Regions from separate parts of the Zea mays genome. Here region 2 is linked to region 1. A link is a contact called in public Hi-C data. All regions are on one chromosome and are shown on one strand. Each heading gives the region's core, a stretch centred on a gene start, on an enhancer-like site or on the middle of the called end of the contact. The rest is flanking DNA. Distances are from core to core; before and after follow the strand shown.

The links. Hi-C and Micro-C count contacts between places; a contact is called where the count stands out from the background.
Region 2: a contact with region 1 is called in a Hi-C map of ear, with 4 times the contacts expected there. The contact joins the promoter of LOC100273853 here to the promoter of LOC103654524 in region 1. A contact is called at or near these places in 2 of 25 Hi-C or Micro-C datasets (ear and tassel).

Annotation. Positions count from the first base shown.
Region 1 is chr4:207,677,230-207,680,664 of Zm-B73-REFERENCE-NAM-5.0, reverse strand. LOC103654524 (T-complex protein 1 subunit theta-like) reads left to right here and starts at 1,653. Exons shown (of 13, transcript NM_001346836.1): 1 at 1,653-1,853; 2 at 2,292-2,554; 3 at 2,648-2,794; 4 at 2,889-3,050. The coding sequence starts at 1,700.
Region 2 is chr4:207,891,347-207,894,781 of Zm-B73-REFERENCE-NAM-5.0, reverse strand. It overlaps LOC100273853 (putative H/ACA ribonucleoprotein complex subunit family protein), which reads right to left and starts at 1,728. Exons shown (of 4, transcript NM_001365801.1): 1 at 1,492-1,728; 2 at 1,229-1,377; 3 at 732-847. The coding sequence starts at 1,648. LOC100276768 (XS domain containing protein expressed) reads left to right here and starts at 1,934. Exons shown (of 3, transcript NM_001150482.2): 1 at 1,934-2,972. The coding sequence starts at 2,086.

The sequences.
Region 1 (3,435 bases), core at 404-2,903:
AATGCGAACCATGTACGTGCCAGGATCACAAATTCACGTAAACAACAATTACATAACTGGACATCATCACACGTGCTCAAATAATAACATAAAGAGGTATTGATTTGGTTACATCATGATGTCCGAGACACTATCGGAATCCCGCTCTTTGCGAGTGTTTTTTGTCGGGCACTCGGCAAAGTCACACTCTTGGTAACGACCCCGTTTACCAAGAGTAGGACACTCGACATAGTGTCACACACTCGGCGAATGATGGCGCTCGATAAAGGGCCGTCAACAGTCGTCTATAGTTGACAGCCGTTACCTTTGTCGAGTGCCAGGCATTGGCACTCGATAAAGAATTTACTTTTCCGAGTGTCGCCCGGGAGACACTAGGCAAACCATGCTTTGCCGAGTGCCAATAGTGGACACTCGACAAAGTATATTTTTATTTTTTTCCTTTTCCCAACCAAACTTTTTGTGGTTTGTTCCTACGCTATGTAGACTCACATGTTCTATTTTGACACAATTATAAAAATGTTTGCTATAACTATTAGATTTTGTTCGTTTAATAGAATTTCCTCGGATAATTTAGATTTGAACTGCAAGTGACTCCAAACATGAAAAAACCGTGAATGTAAAATGATATTCATGTTATTTAGCATAAGTTACGACCGATTTTAGAAGCAGACCGAAATTTTTGAGCACCATTAAAGTGACCCTCCTACTCGCTCTCTCACACTCTTTGCTTGAGATTGCATTCTAGTAGGAGATTGAGTGTTCCTAGTGCATTTGCATCATTTGGTGATCTTTGATACACTAGGTGGTACACCGTGCATGCGTCATCGGCTTGTTACTCTTGGAGGTTGCCGCCTTCTAAACAACTCAGTGGTGTCTCCGTCCAGCACTCCGTGAAGATTATGGGGCAGTCGCGATGGTGATTGTGAGGGGTTTGCGCTTACCCCGCCAAGCGACAAAGGAGACGCTGGTGGAACCGAGGTATTGAGTGATTCTTGTTTCCTTAGCTCAAAGATCAAGCTGTGTCTTGATAGACAGGCAGATGAGAATTTGGAGTCCACCTCAATGTCGATTTGGGGTGATCGACAAATCACAGATACCACGGAGAAAATTTCGATGTCTCTTTTTATCTCTTACTTGTTTCAATTGCAAGTAGTTAGTGATTATTGAGTTGTCATTCATTTCTAGCTTTGATATTGTTGTTTCACATTAGTTGCATATTTCTAGTAGCTAGAGAATTTATATCTCTTGTCGTATTGATTAAATTTTTCTAGTATCTTTAATCCTAGTCAAAACCGTCTATTCATCCCATCTAACCGATGTCCTAGATCCTACAGTAGTGGTATCTTTATGCATTTTTACTCAAGCATTTTTTACAAATCACAAATATAAAAAACATATATTATAAATAAATAAATAAATAAATCCCAAGTTCTAACAAACCTCCAGCCCAACAAGCCCAGCAGGCTTCGACGGCCACCTAGGGCTTTCCTTCCCTTTCTCTCCCAACTCCCAACGATTCTAGAACACCTTGGTGGCCTCCGCGTCTCGCCGCCTCCCCGGACTCCGCATCCAGCCCCGGCACTCGCACTCCCAAAGCAGCGGACACTAGTAGGGTTTAAACTTTCCCCCCGATCCGCCTCGCCTCCGGCGCTGTCGCCTGCCGCCAGACCAACGCCCCCACACCCAGCCGGAGACGACGATGGTGGGGCTCGGCTCGATGGCGGGCTATGGGATCCAGTCGATGCTCAAGGAAGGCCACCGCCACCTCTCCGGGCTCGAGGAGGCCGTGCTCAAGAACATCGACGCCTGCCGCGAGCTCTCCGCCATCACGCGCACATCCCTGGGCCCCAACGGTGAGTCGTGCTCCGCGTGCTCCTTCGTTTCGTTGGCGCGGGTTGTGGGCTCGGTGGCGGTTAATCGAGTGAGAGGATCTGCAGCGAGGATAGCGTGTTCAGTCCTCGGTGGGGTAGCGTGAGGCTGCCGGATCGAGCTGTTGGGGAGCGGGCAGGGATTGAGAGGATCTGGAGTGAGGAGTGGCCTGGTTGTTGGAGCTTATTGGGATACGGCTGACGAGTGTTTGAGTAGTGTGAGGCGGTGTTGCACAGTGGTGGTCGTTTTAAATCACATTTGGCTTTAGTCGTGTACAATGTTTGGATTACGAGCAATTAGTTTGTCTATAGTACTACTAGTCTTTTGCAATACGTTTTGTGTCTGACAAAATTTACTTAGATGCTGAAACCTTCTAGTGATCGACTGCTTGATGTCGTAGTTTTACTTGTTTTTTTATGTAGGAATGAACAAGATGGTTATCAATCACTTGGACAAGCTGTTTGTCACAAACGATGCTGCCACCATCGTGAATGAGCTTGAGGTTCAGCACCCGGCTGCTAAAATCCTGGTACTGGCTGCCAAGGCTCAACAGGAGGAGATTGGGGATGGAGCCAATCTCACCATATCGTTTGCTGGTGAACTGCTTGAGAAGGCTGAGGAGCTCATCAGGATGGGCTTGCATCCGAGTGAGATCATCATTGGCTACACCAAAGCCATCAACAAGGTGACACCCCTCCCCCCGACTCCTGTAGGCTTCTGTACAACATTGACATGCAGTCTGATAGCAGGTCCTTTGTGCTTTGTATTTGGTATGCAGACAATTGAAATTTTAGAGGATCTTGTTGAGAAAGGCTCAGAGAACATGGACGTAAGAAACAAGGAGGATGTTGTGTTGAGGATGAGATCTGCTGTCGCAAGCAAGCAGTTTGGCCAGGAGGATATGCTGTGCCCTCTTGTGGCTGATGTAAGATAATACATACCAGCTTACAGGGAACTTTGCTTTTTTCCCCACACACATCATACTGATATCAGCTAATAGTGGGTTGTAACTTTTTTAGGCCTGCATTCAAGTTTGCCCCAAAAATCCTGCAAACTTTAATGTTGACAATGTTAGAGTGGCTAAGCTACTTGGAGGTGGTTTGCACAATTCTTCTGTGGTCCGTGGGATGGTTCTGAAAAATGATGCTGTTGGTAGCATCAAAAGGGCGGAGAAGGCAAAGGTACGCTAAAAATGCTACTTTTCATTCACATTTCACACTGGTTATACCTGTCAAAGTTCTATGCCCTTCTTTTCTATTGACTTTGAAGTTCTTTAAATGATGAAATGGGCCATGGATGGAGCTCTAGATATTATTTTCACAAGGTTATTAGTATTTGTTGTTGGAAGCTCAAGGATAATCATTTACTCATGGTGATTAAGTCACATGTTCTTTGTTTGTATATTTTGTTACTGTTAAGTGAATCATGTATGCTGATGTAGCATTATCACTCATGAAGCTCTGGCAAACCAATTCCTTCATTGCTGCTAAAGGCAATGAATGGACATGGACTATGATTTTAATTAGATGGGCAGTTATATGTTATAATATGGTATAGAAATTCAAT
Region 2 (3,435 bases), core at 479-2,978, 210 kb before region 1:
TAATATAATTATACTGTGAGGCATTAGAAACCTATGAGCACCTTGTTTACTTGTATATATTTTTTCTCAAATGATGCAGAAGAGCTGTACTGCATTTCATTAATCATTGTGCCCACCCCTCTATGCTAGGTCCGCCAAAAAAAGCATGTTTAGCCCCATAGACGACTTAATGCCGTTTTAGACCCTTTTCTTGGCTCCGTGATTTATGGCACGGGTTGCTGCACTTGAGCCTACATGGCGGCTAGCTCAGCGCCACGTGTCCTGTCACCACAACCGATCGTTGACAAGAATGACTAAATTGCAAAAAGTCCTGGCTAGGTCCGCTACCTATTTCTTTAGAACTTCCCCCAAATTTATGATCCATAACACAAAGGGAGAGGATAATCACGACCCTAACACCAGTTGGTGACTTAGAAGTTAGAAGCAACATTTCAACGCAAGCTAGACATGCATATTAAAATAGTGTCGTTATTGACTTAATCATGATGTCATAAATTTTAATGATTATTTAACCACAAGGTAAGAAGACAACAATTAGTATCTTAACAGAGAGGTTTGACATTTTTTCACGATTTCACACAATTTAAATAAGTTAAAACACAAATTGTTTAAATTAGTAGGTGTGAACTTATCAAGTGCAAAAAAAAAAAAACAAATGAATGAGGCATCTTGGGTCCATTTTCACAAAATGGCAAGCAAACAATGCAGCATAAACAACAACGAGCTCATACTTTGGTTGTGGCAGGAAGCGTGAGAGCGGCAGCAATTTCATTGGGTCGATATAGAACTTGTCGCCTTCATTGTACGATGTTGCAATGATCCCCTCCATCATCTTCACAGAGAAATACTACACATACAAAAAAAGATCATATTCACGATAACATTAGTAGCATAGCTAAAGCAGAAATTCCAAAGTTCCCTCAACAAGAGTTGCCTTACTAAATGACACATCAGAATATCATGCTCCGTGTCGTCGTTTTACAGTACAAATGTGGCAACATATCCCAAAATCTTGGTGCACTGCTATTACAACAAGGACCTCACTACAAGACTACAAATATGCAAAATCGCGCACCAAATCCTCACCGTCTCTAAGCAAAACACCTTCAACAAGCTACGCCAATATTATTGCTCTTACCACATTAGAAATGCACCACAACCTCGAGTACCCACGAGGACGTAAAAAAGAGTAGTTTTTTTTAGATTAGGGAGGCGAGGAGGTGCTCACGGATTCGTTGATGGGGCCGAAGATCTCTTCAACCTTGCCGATCTGGGTCTTGTTCTGCAGATAGATGGGCGCGTTGAAGTAGGGCACCTTCTCGTTGGTGAGCTTCGTCACCGCCTCCCCCTCGCACGCGTGCAGGAACGTCGAAACCTCTGCGCACGCCAAGACAGACAGAAACCCCACCAGAAGGTCAGAAAAAAACGAGAATACCAGAAAAGGAGCCAATACCCTGACGGGGAGTGGGTAGGAGTATGGGTGGCACCGACCGACGACCTCCGCGGGCGGGCCCTCGTCGCGGAACCCGCCGCCGAAGCGGCCCCCGCCGCCACCTCGGCCACCACCGCTGAATCGGCCCCCGCCGCGGCCCCGGCCTCCTCCTCCGCCGAACCGGCCACCACCGCCTCGCCCTCTCGGTGGTCGCATGGCGCGCGGTGTGCTTCTGGGCTCAAGGAGAGCTGGCAACCCGGATGCGAGGATGGTCTTGGCGGCGGAGAGGGTGCGATGGAGGTGCAGGGTTTATTAGGGTTTTAGCATGGCGGGCGCGGGGTTTTGGTGTGGTGCATTAGGAGGCTGACAGGTGGGCCCAGGATGGTGGCCGTTGGATCGGTGGTTCTGCCGGGTAGAGGATCAGTGGACGGTGATGTGGACGCCCAGAGTCCTTGCCGTTGATGTGTGTCCTCAAAGATCGCGTAATCGACCGAAGCAAGTGAGGCTGTTCTCTTCACGTGTCTATGACATCTGGTCCTACTCGTCAAAGTCGATCTATCTCACATCGCATGTACTCCATGTAGCCACCAAGTCCAGCCCTTTTTCCCCAAAATCGACTTCCAATCCCGACGAAACCCTAGAAATCCTCCGGCATGATGTCCGCCGCCAATCCGCAGGTCAAGTCCACGCCGCTGCCTCCGCCCGCGGCGCCCACCGCGGCGTCGCAGAACCCGCAGGTCGCTGCCTCCAAGGCGTCGTCCTCTTCGACGTCCGCCGCCGACCCCAACCCAAACAAGCGGACCAACCCGGGCAACGCCGCTGCCGCCTCCGCGCCCCCAGAGCCTACCCCGAGCGTCAACGGGGAGGCCAGCCGCTCGCCTCTGGTCCCCTCGCCGCTCCCTCACCCTCACGAGCAGCACCACCCTCCGCCCGGCGCGTCGCCTCTTCTGCCGCCCCTGCCCCCGTCGCGGCCGCTGCTCACCGTAGCCGCGGTGGAGGCGGTGATAGCAGCCATCCCGCCGCCACCGCGGTACGGGCTGGAGGACCTCGACCGCCGCACCGTCGCGCTCTCTGACGGCACCGTGCGCACCTACTTCGCTCTCCCGCGCGAGCCGCCGCCGCAGCTCCGCCAGCCGCCGCCGCCGATACCCGCGCATCTCTTAGCGCCGCCACCGCCCCCACTGCCCCTGCCGCGCCCGTCCCTCGAGCGGTGGGCTCCTCCGCCACCCATGCCTACACTCCTGCCCGCTGCCGGGCTGCTTCCGCTGCCTGTTCCGAAACGGAAGTGGGAGGATCAGGTCAATGGTGTTGTGCCCTGGGAGTCCTCCGTAAGCACGCTGCAGAAGAAGTCTGAGGCGCATGCTGCGAAGCAGATGAAAGTGGAGAAGCAGGTGAAGGTGGAGGAGACGGGGGTGGACCCGAAGGTGCTGAAGAGCGCCTTTCTTAAGATGGTGAAACTGATGAATGAGAATGAAGCGGATAAGAAGAATTACTGGGCCAATGGGAAGCTTTCCCAGCTGAAGTGCCCTGTATGTCAAAGGTATGCTGAAAAATCTGAAAGCCCTGTTCTTGTCTTATGTCCGAAGATGCTTATTTGAGTGTCTACAACCAAGAAAATTAAAATGTTCATGCCTAGCGTGATACAACATATAACACTGTTTGATGAACATAACTTTGTCGGTAGTATCTTATTATACCTGGCCATCAGTGCCTAGCTGTGGTCATATAGCCCCCCCCCCCCCCCCCCCCCCACACACACACACACCGGAAAATGCTCTTAGGCTATTTAGTTGAAAGAGAACCTTTCAGATTATGTGACATGTCTATACATCCTATAGTGTGTACTTGTGTAGGCCTGTGAGGCTGTGACTATGAAGGGAATCTATGGACCATTCCTTGTCCAGAAGTACTAGCTATGGAACACCTAGTTGTAAAACCTTATTTATTTTAAAAAAATTGTATTACCAATTAGTGTTAGATGATCTTTACAGTTCAAAAGACTC